3 separate regions of the Sus scrofa genome follow, and all the other regions are linked to region 1. A link is a contact called in public Hi-C and promoter capture Hi-C data. All regions are on one chromosome and are shown on one strand. The core of a region is the stretch at or near the end of the contact, and the rest is flanking DNA. Distances in the headings are between cores, read along the strand shown. Region 1 has its middle 11 kb from the start of TNRC6C. Region 2 overlaps LOC102162292 (a long non-coding RNA gene). Region 3 overlaps LOC102162292 (a long non-coding RNA gene).

Region 1 (5,095 bases), core at 686-3,185:
AACTTCTATACTTGTAATTGACATGTAATGTAGTATTATTACCAAAGCAGTTTGGGTTTTTTGGGGGAGGAGTTTGTGTGTTTTCGGCCAGGCGCTTGTAACTGACATGTAATATAGCAATAATACTAAAGCAGGTTTGTTTTGTTTTTTGGCCACACCTATGACATGCAGAAGTTCCAGGGCCAGGGATCAAACCTGAGCCACAGCAGTGATAACACCAAGTCCTTAACTGTTAGGCCACCAGGGAACTCCTATAGCAATTTTTATAGTAGTTAAAAATGTTTACATCGAGTTCCTGTCGTGGCTCAGTGGAAACAAATCCAACTAGGAACCATGAGGTTGTGGGTTCGATCTCTGGCCTCGCTCAGTGGGTTAAGGATTGGGCGTTGCTGTGGCTGTGGTGTAGGCTGGCAGCTGTAGCTCTGATTCAACCCCTAGACTGGGAACCTCCATATGCCATGATGCAGTCCTAAAAAAAAAAAAAAAAAAGTTTACTGAACATGATTAGTTTGAGACAAGTCATAATCAAATAGTGCTAAATCCAGTTAGCACTTACTTGGTAAGGTACTAAGTGGTTAGTACTTAGTTACTCCTACTTAGTAAGGTCTAAATTAAATAAATAGATTGTTGAGAAACTGTCCTTATCAGGATTCTTTGATTATAAGCAACAGAAAATGACTATGTACAAATTAAGGGGGGAGGGAAAGAGGGGCTTTTGGAACGATGTGAAGGAAAAGCTGAAAAGCCAGGCCCAGCAGCCTGCAAAATCTAGGCAGCAAGAGCTAATCCCCATGTAAGCACATTCTCTGAGGTGAGTCTGCTCCTGCCGTTTGCCAGTAGACTCAAGATCTGCTTTCCAAGGAGTGTCTCCACTGGCCTGGTAGGACCAGGAAGGGGCGAGGCCCTAGGTACCAGGCCACAGAAATGCCTCGTTCCTGGGTTCAAGGCTTAACTCTCATCCCATTGCTTAGCTTCTCGCCCATGGCTTCAGCTTTATTTTCAGGCCCTCTGGGGGAGACCTTCAGCTTGACCATGGTCCTATGAAGTGCACATGCAGAGTCATCCTGAATCTAAAAGCACTGTGGCCTAGAAAATGCAATTTTTAATTTTTTTTTTTAAAGTGAAGACTTGTATATTTAGAATTAGCCAGCTGGACTCAGTTTAGACGATCCCAATTTTGTAAGCAGCATCCAAAGCATCATAGTCAGGAGCCAGTGGAATATATGCCTTCTTTTCTCCATCAGGCCTGATGAGAGTGCTGACGGTAGCCACATCAGTGTCACAGAGCTTCTTCACAGCCTGTTGAATATGGTGCTTGTTGGCCTTGACTTCCACAGTGAACACAAGCCTGTCGTGTTCTGTCTTCTTCATGGCTGGCTCAGTGGAGAGGGAACTTGATGATGGCACAGTGGTCAAGCTTGTTTCTCTTCGGGGCGCTCTTTCAAGGATATGCGGGCTGCCTCCCGAGCAGCAGTGTTTTGGGCCATCGGAAGCTGGGTGACATCCGGAGGGATCTTCTTTTTTTGTGGCTGCGGATGCCTTTCAACACTGCTTCCTTGGCCTTCAAAGCCTTTGCTTTGGCTTCAGCTTTGCAGGGGCAGGGGCTTCCTTCCTCACCTTCGGCGCCATCTTTGTGAAAAGGCTGCCGTGATTTGTAATTGGCCGGACACACCTCCGGAGCCACTGCCCTGAAGGTCAGAGAGAGGAGGAACTGATCCTCCAGGGAACTGGGTACAGTTACCAAAGGGAGGAGTAAAGGGAGCTGAGAGTCAACAGTAGCAGAGGGGGATCTTCACCTTTGTTGTTCAGAGAAAAGCCTGCCCAGTGAAGGACAGTTGCTCTGTGATAAAAGCCAATGGAAGAAGATAACAGAAGGCAGGAAAGTGTGGGCGGAGCAGGGAAATGGATCTGTCTCTGCCCGAGGTTAGACAGCAAGCCTCGCGACCTGTGTTTATCAGGTGAGAAGCGAAAGCACTGCTAAGAAGTGCCCCAGAGAAGTCCTGGGGCTGAAGTCTGTATTAGCACTAAAATGAAAATACTGTCAGTTCTCTTGGAATGCGTTGAGGCCAGCTGATTTTGCAGGCCTCTCCTGGCTCTCTGGCAGTTCCCCATCCTTCCGAATGAAGGTTCCTGCGGTCAGCTTCCTGGTACACTGGTCCTTTGGGAGAGGAAAATCTTTAACTCAGTTCCTCCCAGCCCCTTCCATGTCCCTCCTCCACTGAACTGAACCTTCAGCTCCCGCTGGCTCAGGGCTGGAGGTGGGGGGGGGAGCACGACGAGAGGACTCAGCCTCCTCCAGAATCTCCACCCCCCACCACAGGTCAGTATTGTTTTGCTTTTGCTTTTTTATTTTTGCTGGGCCTTTTTTCCCCACTTTGTGAAAAGTTTACACACGGTGCAATTTACTCTCTGGTGTATACTTATGTAAGTTTCATAGTATATATATAACATTTATAGACACATAACTACCATCACATTAAGCTTCAGGACAGTTCTGTCATCCTCCAAAAAAGTTCCCTTGCTCTGCCCCTTTGCAGTCAGCATCTCCCTCCAACCCCAGCCACAGGCAATTACTGCTTGACATTCCTATAATTTTTCTTTTTCTGGAGTGTCATATAAGTGGAATTATACAGCATATATCCTTTTGTCATATATTAAGGTGCTTGTCCTTAATATATAGCATGTCTGGGTATGGTTTTCTTTGGGTTTATTCTTTTTAGAGTTCACAGAGCTTTTGAATCTATAAATTCATCTATGTCAGCAAATTTGGGGAGTTTCCCACTATTTTTTTCCGATTGTTTTTCTTCGCCAGTCTCTTTGTCCCCTTCTCCTGGAACTCCAGGGACATTAGGAGACTCTGCGTTTTTGAAAGTCTTCCCTCTGTCCTTCGAGTTGGACCATTTCTGTTGCTGTATTAAGTTCACAGACTCTTTCCTCTCATACCCGTTCTTTCATTGTGCCCATCTGATGAAGTCTTTAACTCAGATCTCCTATGTTTCAGTTGTGAAATTTCCATTTGGTTCTCTTTTTATAGTTTCTACATGTCTGCTCTAAACACCTATACTCCCATTCGTTTCAAGAGCATTTACCTTCATTTGCCTCCGGGAGCACAGTTAGGGTAACTGCTTTAAAGTCTTTGACAGATACTCTAAACTCCTCAAGGAAAACCTATGCAGAATGCTCTTCCACGGAAATCACAGCAAGATCTTTTTGGATCCACCTCCTAGAGTAATGAAAATAAAACCAAAAGTAAACAAATGAGACCTAATTAAACTTAAAAACTGATACAGCAGAGGAAATTATTAAAAAAAAAAAGACAACCCACAGACTGTGAGAAAATCTTTACAAACAAAGCAAGCAGCAAGGGATTAATCTCCAAAATATGCAAACATCTTATTCAGCTTTGTATCAAAAAAACCCCCAAACAACCCAATCAAAAAATGGGCAGACGTTCTAAATAGACATTTCTCCAAAGACAGACAGATGGCCAAAAGCACGTGAAAGATGTTCATTATCACTAATTATTAGAGAAATGTGAATCAAAACTACTGTGAGCCGTCGCCTCACACCAGTCTTGGTGGCCGCCATCAAAAATTCCACAGACAGAAACGCTGGAGAGGCTGTGGAGAAAAAGCAAAGGGAACCTTCTTACACTCTTGGTGGGAATATAAATTTGTAAAACCACTATGGAAAACAGCATAGAGTTTCCTTAAAAACTAAATATGGGAGTTCCCGTCGTGGCACAGTGATTAACGAATCCGACTAGGAACCATGAGGTTGCGGGTTCGGTCCCTGCCCTTGCTCAGTGGGTTAAGGATCCGGCGTTGCCGTGAGCTGTGGTGTAGGTTGCAGACACAGCTCGAATCCCGCGTTGCGGTGGCTCTGGCGTAGGCCGGCGGCTACAGTTCCGATTGGACCCCTAGCCTGGGAACCTCTATATGCCACGGGAGCGGCCCAAGAAATGGCAAAAAGACAAAAAAAAAAAAAAAAAAAAAAAAACAACAACCCTAAATATGGAACTACTATGTGATGCAGCAATTCCACTCTTGGGCATATACATAGAGAAAAGCATAATTCGAAAAGATACATGCACCCCAGTGTTCATTGCAGCACTATTTACAGTAGCCAGGACATGGCAGCAACCTAAATGTCCGTGACAGAGGAATGGATAAGGAAGATGTGGTGCTTCTATACAGTGGACTATTAACCATAACAAAGAATGAAATAATGTCATTTGCTGCAACACGGATGAACCTAAAGATGACTGTATTAAGTGAAGTCAGTCAGACAGAGAAAGGCGATGCCCTATGATAGCACTTGTATGTGGAATTTAAAAAAGGGTGCAAGTGGACTTATTTATAAAACAGAGACAAACTCACAGACTCTGAAAAGGAAGGTATGGTCGCCAAAGGGGCAGGATGGGGTGAAGCGGGGGCGGACTGGGGGTTTGGGGAATGGCAGAGTCTTACTCTGGTGTACGGAATGGGTGATCAGTGGGGACCTGCTGTATCGCACAGGGAAATCAACCCCGCGCTCCCTGATAACCTGTGTGGGATGGATCTGTGTGTGTGTGGCTGGATCACCGCTCCACAGCAGAAAGGAACAGCCTTGTAAGCCAGCCATGCTTCAGTCAAATTAAATGTCAAAGTCTTCGGTAATTGCCACACCTAGGTCATCTGGGAGTGGGATGACAGCCTGGCCACACTTTTCCTGATCCTGGGTATGAAGGGTAATTTTGGATTTTATCCTGGATGTTCTGCATGTGTTGTACAGACCTTGAGTCCTGTTAAACGCCCCAAGAGAATGTTGGTTTTGTTGTTTTGTTGTTTGGGTTCTGTTTTAGCAGGCAGTGAGCCCAGTCAGTTACAGACCACAAAGCCATCCTGCCTTCTGTGGGCAGTTGTTCCAGAGTCATTCAGTTTCCCAAGCCGCCTCTGTGCTGTGCTGCTTTGGGCCTGGCCCATTCGTGTGCCATCCAGGGGTTAGTCTGAGGCTGGGGGGAGACAGGGGAGGGTAGTTGAAGTTGTAGGTCAGCTTACAAAGCCTCTGCTCTGCCAGGTCTGCCCCACACATGTGTGACTTGAAGGTGAGCCCA
Region 2 (5,095 bases), core at 1,571-4,070, 150 kb before region 1:
ACAGCATGGTTCTGAGGTTGAAGGGAAGCGCCCCCTACAGGAGCTGGTACGCAGCAGGGGCTCAGGAGACGGGAAGGGGCTGGAGAAGCGGGGGCAGAACTCAGCCTGCGTGTTCCCGTGGCCTTGACCCAGCCACCCCAGTCCGGAACATACACCAAGGGGACATCCTGCCCCCACAGATCCAGAGACAGCTACCAGGATACTGACAGCAACTTATATGCAGTAGCCAAACGCTGGTCCAAATGCCCACTGATAGGAGAGGAGAGAAAGCAATCGCGCTGTGCGCGCCAGTGGGATGCCGAGCCTCCTAGCAGAGCAGGGGCACTTACTGGGCAGACTCAGGCGGTAAAGGGCCCCAGGGCGAGGCAGGACTTTGACGAACTGAGGTGACAATGGCCTCGTTGGGGCAGAGACACCCCCGACCTCCCAACCAGCACACGTGCTGGGGTCACACCCGCTGTCCTGAGTTTCTCTGCTCTTCGCTGATCCTTCTTGTCTGCAAGGTCACAGCCTGGCTCCTCCAAGGCCGTCTCAGCTTTGCCAACATGGCAGCAGGGGCAGGGAGGGTCTTTGCAGGGGCACAGGCCACCGGGGCCATGGGGGAGGAAATGGGGTGTTCCTGCGAGGTTTGGCGGGGCCGCCAGCATCCATAAAGGAGGCTGAGGGGGAGTGCGGTGCAAGCCCTCACTCTGCCTCCCAGTCGAGCTCACACTGGATGCTGCTGCTGCCTGAGCCCCTCTGCTTCGGGGGAGCAGTGCGTCAGTGATGGATGAGCCTTTAATTAAAGTAATGAGACGTTTATAACGGTGGTTATCTCCAAAATTAGGCCTTTTAGCAATTATTCCTGGGGAATGTTCCCCGGGTGGTTGGCTCCCTCTTTAGAACAACCGTGGGGCGGGGGAGGGATCTCGGCACCTGAGAGGGATTTTCCCAGCATCCCCTGGGCTGTGATGGGTCAATGGTGGGTCACGGTTTCCCTGGAGAACAGAACATGGCTTCTGCCTGAGCTTTCTCCCCAGAGGAGCAAAAGTTCAATGGCCCTCAGGCCCTGGCCACGTCTCGGGTGCTAGTGGACTTCAGAGAGGGCAGCTTTGGGCTCGGAAGCCACATATCTGGGTGCAAGTCCCGCCTTGACACCACTTGCCGGTTCTGGGCCTGAGGGCAAATCCCTGCATCCTGAGCCTCCCGGGCTGTTGAGAAGAACAGATGCCATAAGCTGAGCAAGTACTCTGTCACCTCTCAGGCACCAGATCCACGCTACATGGCTGTCATGTGCTCCTAATAGCATGTTCTAGAACATTCCTACTCGAACCCCATGTCAGCTCCCTCCCCGGGACAGGCTTGCACACATTAGCATCAGTCATCCGGGTTGATACCACAGAAGATGACCACGTATTGAAAACCAACAACCAACAGGCCTCACAGATGTCAGAGTGTGAGGCCACAGGAACTCTAGGAAGAGGCCCTTCGTGGCCAGGAAGGTGCGATGGGGGCTGAGTCGTTACCCGACCCGGGCCTTGGTTTGCTCCCTGGGAACCTGATGACGGCGGCCACTGGCCAGAGCACGGCCCAGAGAAGGCGCAAGGATGGGATGTACGCGCTCTTGGAACTGCAAAGGGTGAGCCCAAGCGCTCCCACCACTCAGCGGGGAAAGGTCACAGGACCAAGTTCAGACCCAGCAGCCATCTGCCCCAGGCCCCTCTGACGGTAACTAACAGGGAGCTCATCCAGAGACCAGAGACAACTGCATGTGCCCAGATCACACAGCCAGCCGTGGTCTGGGGTACAAAACACAAGCCTCTTATTTCCTGAGGGTCTTATCAACATCTGCACTTTGGCTATTATTATTACTGGCAACTTATCCCTAAAATTTATTAAAAATTAACCATGTGCCGGGACTATTTTAAACATTCTCATGCATCATCACATTGAGTCTTCCTAATAACCCTGCGATTATGGCTGTTGTCACTCCTCTGTAACTGATGGGAAACAGGCACAGAGAGGCTGAGAAGTCTCCCTGGGGTCACACAGCAATGTGGACCCAGACCTGGGTCCCTGCACAACATGGCTTCCTACCCTCGAGGCCACGCCAACGGGGTGGCCTATCCAGCCACTCTGGCTGGAGGCGGAGGGACTCCTGATAAGCAGGGGTCTCTCCTGATCCAGGCTTCTGGAGTTCTCCAGGCTCGGCCCTCCCCCTGCCTCTCCTGCCCCTCACCACACAACCCCTCCATCCTGGGCCTGCCTTTCACTGCCCAGGGCCCAGGGCCTCCCAGAGGTCAGCTTCTGTTCGATGGGAAGGTACCAATGCACCCACTCCGGGCTGGGGGAGGGAAGGGGTGTTGTCACCTCTTTGGTCACTTGTATGTTCACCCCTGCGCCCTAAGCCCTGCTCGGTGCTGCTCTGGATGCTGGAAGTGCAGCCATGGAGAAGCCAGTGGGGCCTGCCCTTGGGAAGCTGGTGTTCCAGAAGGGCGTCCAGTTCCCCACTAGCCGAGCCAGCCCTGGGGCTGCCTGCGGTGGCCAACCAAACACTGCCCTCCAGGAGACAGGGCGGAAAGCCAGGGCCAGGGTGCCTGCCTGCTCTTCCAGCAACAACAGGGCACTGTGAAGGGCAGAGGCCCCGGGGAGGAGCGAAGGAGGGCCAGCCAAGCTGGCAGCGGACAAGGTAAATGACGCCACAGAGGCCTACGGCACAGGCACGAGGCTGACCTCTTTGTGCGGCTGGCAGGAGGGCACCGGGCCCCAGGGGGTCCCCTAATCTAGTGGGTATGACCGCCCCTGGGCAGCCTGGGTGATGGGATGGACCAGCCCCCGAGGAGCAGGCGCTGCTCCCCACTCTGCCCGGAAGAGGCAGGAGAACCAATGGCAGGGCTGGGGGTGGATTCTTGCCTGGGAACGGCTGCCAAGACGCCAGGGCCGGAAGCTGCCCCTCCCACATCCTCTCAGTGCCCTGGCTTTGCAAATGCAGGAAACTGCCAGCTTGGCCTGGGCAGATGCTGCAAGAAGAGCCAGCTGCCCTCACGGTGGACTGCTGTGAGCGGCTGGGGAGCATGGCTGTCCTGCTGAGAAGCAGCATGGAAACCCCACCCCAAGATGCCCAGAGAGTAGCCAGTGGCACAGCTGGCTGACTCCGCCTGCGGGAGCCCATGCACGGGGCTCTACTCAAGACCCCCAAGGAAGACCCCTCGCCTGCAGACGGCGCTGGGCTCAGAGCCCCAAGGAAGGGGTCTGCCCGAATTGTCCTCCTCCAGGACCGGAGCCTGGTCACCTGGAGGGGCCTGCACCACCGCCCCCCCTCCGCCCCGTCAATGTGCTTTTCCAACAATCAGAAATGAGGGCGCCCTGGGAGTCGAAGGGTTTGATCAAAAGGACAGGAAGGGGCTGTAATGGCTTTTCCATCGCACAGCAGCTGGCCGCGCAGTTAACGTGAACTTCCACTTGAGAAGGACAGTTACAGGAAAACAGCACATGCTCCAGGGCCCCTGGTTCGCGGGGGCTCTAGATGCCCACTGAGGGGCCTCGCTGCACGGTTTGAACAGGGCAATAGCCCTGGCCACAGGGGACAGACCTCCTGACCAGGGGCTCCCAGAATCCGTGTGGCCCTCTTGTGTCTGCACTTGTCACCAGATACCCCCACTCCTCAACCTCCCCCTTGGAGGATCAGTATTTACAGACACGCCTCTTGTCCCCTGCACGGCAGGACTCTCCCCCCACAGGAGGGCCTTGGTGACCCAGCAAAGGCCCAGAAGAATGGGGCACGTGGAAAATGGGAAGAGCTTCTCCCCTGGGTTCAGTGTGGGGGCACCCAGTCTGGAGGAGGTGGGCGAAGGAAACGGGGGGGGGGGGGGGGCGGAGACTGAGAGGAGACTGCCCTCCCCCCGCCTCCTCAGAGTTAGAGAGACCAGCCCTGGCCGTGGGACCTGGTGGGAGAGGAGGGTGCCCGCCTGTCTTCTTAGAGAGAGAGCCTTCAAGCAGGGGTCTCGGAGAAGGCCCTGTACTACTCCCCGAGCCTCGCCTTAAGCTAAATATGCTTGGGGCTGCGGCAGGAGGGCGCGGAATCACCCAGCCTCTCGTTACCCTCAGCGCCCAGATCGGCACGTTTGTACACGGGGCACCTCTGTGCCAGCTCTCAAAATGCGCTGCTGTCACACTCCACGAGTGCAGGCGGTGGAGGGGGGGCTCGGAGAGCCGCCCCCTCCCCGACCAGGGACTCGACTCACCCACCATCAGTGCCCAGCCCCCTTCTCCCCCTCTCTCTCACACCCTCCCCGCAGGGGATCCGTGGGGGGGTGCCTCCTGTGCAGACCCCAGCCCCAAACCTCTGACTTCTGGCCCCTGGCGGGCTCTTCCCAGAGCTCCCCACCTCCCTGACTTAGAGTGGTATTAGCAGGAGCAGGCTTTTTCTCTCTCTTTTAGTCAAAATCAATGGCAATGACAGAGTTATAAAGCGAGCTGTGGGGAGGAAGAAGAAAGCGCCCGGTGTCAAAACTGATGCCGGGCGTCTTGGAGAAAGCTATTAGGATCTCAGTTGCCTTAGGGTGTGCTGCTCGGCGCGGGCGGTGTGATGTCAGCGAAACCCACTGGCAGGAGCAGCCGTCTTCCACGGCGCGCCTGTCATTAATGTGGAAGGTGGCACACCGCAGCCATGAGTCTGGGGGCACAGGCAGGGGGGTGGGAGAACTCCACTGGGAGCCTTAAAACGGCCTTTCTGGGAAGAGGACGGGGACCCCCCGGTTGGTGGCGGGGGGGTGTCTTGGGGTCTCTAAAGAGGCAAGCCCACCCACCGGGCCAGACACAGGGGCTGGTCCTTGCAGGTAGAAGAATCCTGGAGGGCGCAGGTTGGAGCGAGGATGCCCAGGCCAGGTCCCTTTGTTTCCTCCTGTGATTCCTGCTGGCAGGAGGCCAGCACACCTGCGCGTCGCCTCCCCCTCGGGGCGCCCCCTGAGCTGCACCCGCAAAGGGAGTGAAGGGGTTGCTGAACCCACCACCCACTTGGGAGAGTTGGGGTTGCCGAGGTCCCTGCCGCTTTGCCAGAATCCCTTTTCATCTCCCCCCTGAAGGAGGGCTGGGGGGACAGCATTGACCCTGGGCC
Region 3 (5,095 bases), core at 1,759-4,258, 130 kb before region 1:
TTTCTTTTCTTTTCTTTTCTTTTTTTTTTTTTTTTTGTGTGTGTGTGTGTTTGCCTTTTCTAGGGCCACTCCGAAGCATATGGAGGTTCCCAGGCTAGGGGTCTCATCGGAGCTGTAGCCACCGGCCTACGCCAGAGCCACAGCAACTCAGGATATGAGACACGTCTTCAACCTACACCACAGGTCACAGCAACGCCGGATCTTTAACCCACTGAGCAGGCCAGGGATCGAACCCCCAGCCTCATGGTTCTTAGTCGGACTTGTTAACCACTGAGCCACGACGGGAACTCCCAGCCACGTTTTCTTATACACACCTGTCCCACAGGGGCGCCCCCAGTGATGTCCACCTGAGCACACCTGCTGCAAAATCCTTAGCCTGCCACCAGTACCCTTCACCATCTGACCTCGACCTAGCTTTCCAACCCCCTCTCCCGTCTGCATCCTGAGTCCTGACTGAGCCACATGGGGCCCTGAGGCCCAGGGCTCCTCCACGTCCCCGTTTGCTCAAGCTAGAAGCCTCTGCCTTCCTACCCCGCTCAGCTACCCAGGACCCAGTTAAAATGGGAGGGACCCCTGCCGCCCTCCCTGACCTCATTGGCCCCCCCCTCCTCCATATGCCGCTCAGCTCTTTTGTCGAGCACCCCACCTCGGCTGTGGTTACAGGTCCGTTACCCTCCCAGGTCCAAGGACTCTTTGAAGGCTGAGAATCAGCTCGCACCTGGCACAGTCCATTGCATGTGGCAAGTGCCCCATAAACATTATTCTTTTGTCCTTACGGTGCACCCCACGAAAGAGAAAGTCAGATCCCCTTGGAGTAGAGAGGACTGGTGATACCACTCAGCAGCAGCATCCCAAACACACCTGCACGGCAGGTGCGCCTGCCCACGTACAGACCACATTCCTGCCTGACGGGAAGAACCAGCCAATTAAGAGAAAGAGCCCCCTTTCCATGGGTTCATTAAAAAATCTTCATGATGAAACGTTGAAAAAAAATGTAAAGGATTAAAAACAGATCTAACTTTATTTAATAAGAACAAGGACAAGGGAGAAATAAAATAACACTGTCGTCATCCCACAGCCCAGACACGCCATCTGAGGTTCTAAAAACGTGACGGGGAAAGGGCACACTCCCTGGAAAAGCCTCGTTCTCGGCACATCAGCACTTGTCATGACTCTGCCACTCTCCTGAGGCCCTGGAATGAACTGGGATTGTCTGGGAAGCCCCACGGGGCAGGTAAATGCACAGGATTGCACCTCAAGGTGGACAGCAGACCTGGGGCAGGCGTGGTCCTGGCCACAGGGAAAGGCCCCCAGAAGAGAGAGCTGGCAGGCTGGGGAGGGGAGGGTACGGGGTGAGGAGACAGACAGCCTTGGGGACACTGGTGGGCAGACAGGAGGGTGAAGGAGTCTGTGTCTAGGAATGGCAAGGTGACAGATACACAGCAGTGTTTGAGAAAATCTGATTTGATCAAATCCGAGGAGACCGAAAAGCAGCAGCCAGGGGCCCGTGAGAAGCTGCATGTGGTGCAGCCGGGGGCGGGGGGGGGGGGTGGGAGGTGGGGGGGGAGAGGCCACGTTGTGTTAACGGAGGGCTTGTGGGTGATTTAGACTTTTTCAGAAATTTAATGTTGTTATGCTATTTTCACACTTTTTTTTTTTTAAAAGGAGTTCCTGGAGTTCCCGTTGTGACTCAGTGGCAACAAACGTGACTAGTATCCATGGGGATTCGGGTTCGATCCCAGGCCTTGCTCGGTGTGTTAAGGATCCGGCGGAGCAATGAGCTGTGGTGTAGGTTGCAGACTCAGCTCGGATCCTGCATTGCTGTGGCTCTGGCGTAGGCTGGCGGCTACAGCTCCGATGAGACCTCTAGCCTGGGAACCTCCATATGCTGCGGGTGCGGCCCTAGAAAGACAAAAGACAAAAATCAATCAATCAATCAATCCAATTTTAAAAAAGACTCAGGGCAATTGCAAGAGAACTGTTGTGAGATCAGCCTGCAGGAAGCTGAGAGGCCTAAATGGGGTGAGGGAGGGGTGCCAACCCACTCGAGCCCGCTGGCTTGGACCCAGAGCACCCTCCTGCCTCAGATGCTCTGGGCGTCCATGATGGGGACGTTTACACAGGCCTGCTCCCCTTCTGTGGGTGCTGGGGTTCGGGGTGGCCCTGTGGGCCCCCCAGGAGTACAAGGCAGCAGAGAGGGGACCACAGCTCTGAACTGACAAAGCAGGGGATGCAGGGGCCACCTCGCTACACGATGCAACCCACAGAAATCTGCGTTTCTTTCCAGGAGCAAAGGGAGCTGATCTTTGATGAATGACAGGTTCATCTCAGGAAGCTCAGCCCCACCCAGCATCCAGAGGGCCACCTTCCGGGGAGGGGGCGATGAGAATTATTCTGCACCTCATTTGCATCATGCTTTTTAATTTAGCAGAGTGCTTCTCCGCGTCCTTTCATTTTGTCTTCCCTGCGGTCCTGTAAGAGAAGCCAGGAAGACCTGGGCCAACCCCTCCTCTATGTGCCGAATGCTCGGCCACTTCATTAGGCAGATGGTCAAGTGGTGGGGACAGAAGAACCATGATTAGCCTGGGCAGGGCTCCCTGGAGGCCGTGCAGCCGGTGGGGGGCGCTGGGGACTTGGGCGGACGGAACCCACCTGCTTTCACCTTTCCAGGTGGAGACGGCTTGCCCTGAGCCAGCCCAGTGTCCACAATGCCCAGGGCTCCAGGTCCAAGCCCACCACCCACCTGGAGAGGCAGCTCCACGTGGGTGCCCAGGGGACCCCTTGGGGCACGTTCATCCTGGGGCACCACCAGCCCTCTGTCTCTTTCCTGGATCAAGGAGCACTGCCCGGCCAGCCCCTCTCTGTGGGTTAGATCCAAAGTAATTGCCTTTGTTGGGTTAATCGGGCAAGTGCCCCTCTGATTCTTTTTCATGCAGCAGATTCCTGTGTGTTGCTAAAAATACAAACGCATGACTCACAGCGTCTGAGGACCATAACGGAGAGAGAACACTGCGAGGCCTTTCTGCGCCTTGGAGTCAGGCCAGGGTATCCGCTGAGGTGGAGGGGCTGCGAGGCAGCACTGTGCTTGCGCCCAGCGGCAGAAAGAGGAGGGGTCCGGGCGGCAGAGAGCTCCGAGCTGCCCGCAGCATCTTCAGGGCGTGACCCCGCAGTTGAGAAAACCTGCCGCGTTTCTTTGTGCGCTTCCCCTGCTCTGCTGTTTGGGGCTTTATTGTGTGAAAGGTTAAGATCTCGATACGCTGGTTCTTGTTTACGGTTCTACCTCCCACCTGCTCACACCAGCCTTAGGGAGGCAGTGAGGGTCTCCCAGATGTGTGCCCAGAAGTACCCGCTGCCTCCAGGCCCTCCACAGCCCTGCGCCAGTGGAGAGCGGGTTGCCGGAAAGATCCAGAGAGTGCCAGCCTCACCCAGGATAAGCAAGACAAACCCCTTCCCTCCGGATGCCCCAGCGCCGCGCAGCTCCCCTAGCCGTGCCCTGGGAGCATGTGCCACCTTCTGTGAGGGTTGCCTTCATTCGCTTCAAGGACAGGCCCTGGGGCCAAGAGGCAGCAGCTCATGACCTTGAAGCAATGGGACTTTGGAATCAGAGACACTCTCTCGGGCACACTCTGCGTCCTCCTCCAAACAGGGGCATCCATAGACACTGCCCGCTGCCCGGAGGTGATGAGATGAGGGTGGAAGAAGGCGAGCATGCAGAACCCACAGCCCAGAGCTGGTCTGGAGAAAACTCCCGACGCCTCACCACCGATCGGCATAGGCTGGTACCATGCCTGCGTCCGAGCTCCCGCTCTGCCCTCCCACACAGGCCCGTCCTCACCCCACACCTGGGTCTTCTGCCCTCTCCTCCCTGGGCACCTCGGCCTCTGAGTCACACACGGCCGCTGAAAAGCAAAGGCGGCTGTCCCCGCCCCGGGAAGCAGCGGCTGAAGAAAGGAAAGCCACTGAGGGAGTTTCCTTGGCATCCAAGTCCCTCCCATGAATCAGGGTTCTCTTCCCATTACTTTATTCCAGGCGACCTGCAGGGTCACCTCCCACTCCCCTCCCGGGGGGCAGAGCCAGCAGGCCCGCACGCAGCGGGGAAGGGGAGAGGGGAGGGGTCTGGCCGATGCCAGCGGGCTCCCAGGGACATCTCTTGCGTGGCTGGAGTCTAGGGGCCCGACATCCCTTCCTCTGCCCAAAGCCTTTCCTCAGCGTCGCCACCTCCTTCTCGCCGAGGCCAGGGCAGAATGAGAGTGCAGCCCCTCCCTGGAAGCCTCCAGCCCTGGCCGGGCGGGAGGGAGAGTGCCCGGCCTCAGGTCAGCGGTCAGCGCTGGCGGCTGGGGTCACACCCGCGCCCGTCCCTTCTGGGTTCATCTCTGGGCTCAGTGTCCACACAGAGCAGGATGGAGCCTGGTCCCCGGACTCCTCTCCCCAAGGCCTCCAAACACCCGGGAAAAGCTTAAAGGCAGCTGTTCACAGCAAATCACATTAAACAGCAGAACGACCCGGCTGGAGATCTGGTTGAGGGCGCTCTGACCCCCAGCACCACCACACGTCCCCCCCCCCCGTTAGGAGAGTGGGTCGCAGCCACGCCGATCCATTTTCCTGCAGCCAAGCCCCACGCTCAGGGTACGCAAGGCGGGCAGAAGAGCCCCTAACCAGACCTCGGAGGGCAGGAGAGTCTTCCCACGTTGAGCAGAAAGAGGTCAGTTTCATCAAACAGTCGGTCCCCAGACTAGCCGCTCCTGGGCTCGGGAGTTACGTAGGGTTTTTAAAAATCATTAAGACGGGGGACTGTTTGAATTTGATTTTTATTATACTGCCTGCCAGAGTAGGTTCCACTTGGCCTGGGATGGGTCTTCCCACCAGCATTCCCGCCTCACCTTCAATCCATCAGCCTCTAGCCTGGTGGCGGGTCACGTGGTGGCCGCCCCACCGCGGGGCCCGGAGTCCCTGCACTTCCCTCTCAGCCCAAGCCCGACCCAGTTCCACGGAAAATGCTCAAAACCCCCTGAACTTAACAAAGTGTCACCCACGGGAACTGTCATAGACCACTTCAGGGGGACAAATTACTCGAAGCTTCACGAGGGACAGTTGG

The links. Promoter capture Hi-C pulls out the DNA fragments that hold promoters and counts their contacts. A called contact is a pair of places that touch in the nucleus more often than the background predicts.
Region 2: a Hi-C map of heart right ventricle shows a contact between it and region 1, with 2.1 times the contacts expected there. The contact joins two enhancer-like sites. A contact is called at or near these places in 2 of 47 Hi-C or Micro-C datasets (embryonic fibroblasts and heart right ventricle).
Region 3: a promoter capture Hi-C map of liver shows a contact between it and region 1, with 2.1 times the contacts expected there. The contact joins two enhancer-like sites. A contact is called at or near these places in 1 of 5 promoter capture datasets (liver) and 1 of 47 Hi-C or Micro-C datasets (heart right ventricle).

Annotation. Positions count from the first base shown.
Region 1 is chr12:3,947,566-3,952,660 of Sscrofa11.1, reverse strand. It overlaps the pseudogene LOC106504791. Among named protein-coding and RNA genes, the nearest start is that of TNRC6C, 11 kb to the right of the region's middle. Within about 2 kb of position 1,935, at least 14 of the 83 cell types and tissues checked have an H3K27ac peak or open chromatin away from gene starts, as enhancers often do.
Region 2 is chr12:4,099,011-4,104,105 of Sscrofa11.1, reverse strand. All of the region lies in intron 2 of LOC102162292 (a long non-coding RNA gene), which reads right to left. Among named protein-coding and RNA genes, the nearest start is that of TNRC6C, 160 kb to the right of the region's middle. Within about 2 kb of position 2,820, at least 31 of the 83 cell types and tissues checked have an H3K27ac peak or open chromatin away from gene starts, as enhancers often do.
Region 3 is chr12:4,077,519-4,082,613 of Sscrofa11.1, reverse strand. All of the region lies in intron 2 of LOC102162292 (a long non-coding RNA gene), which reads right to left. Among named protein-coding and RNA genes, the nearest start is that of TNRC6C, 140 kb to the right of the region's middle. Within about 2 kb of position 3,008, at least 19 of the 83 cell types and tissues checked have an H3K27ac peak or open chromatin away from gene starts, as enhancers often do.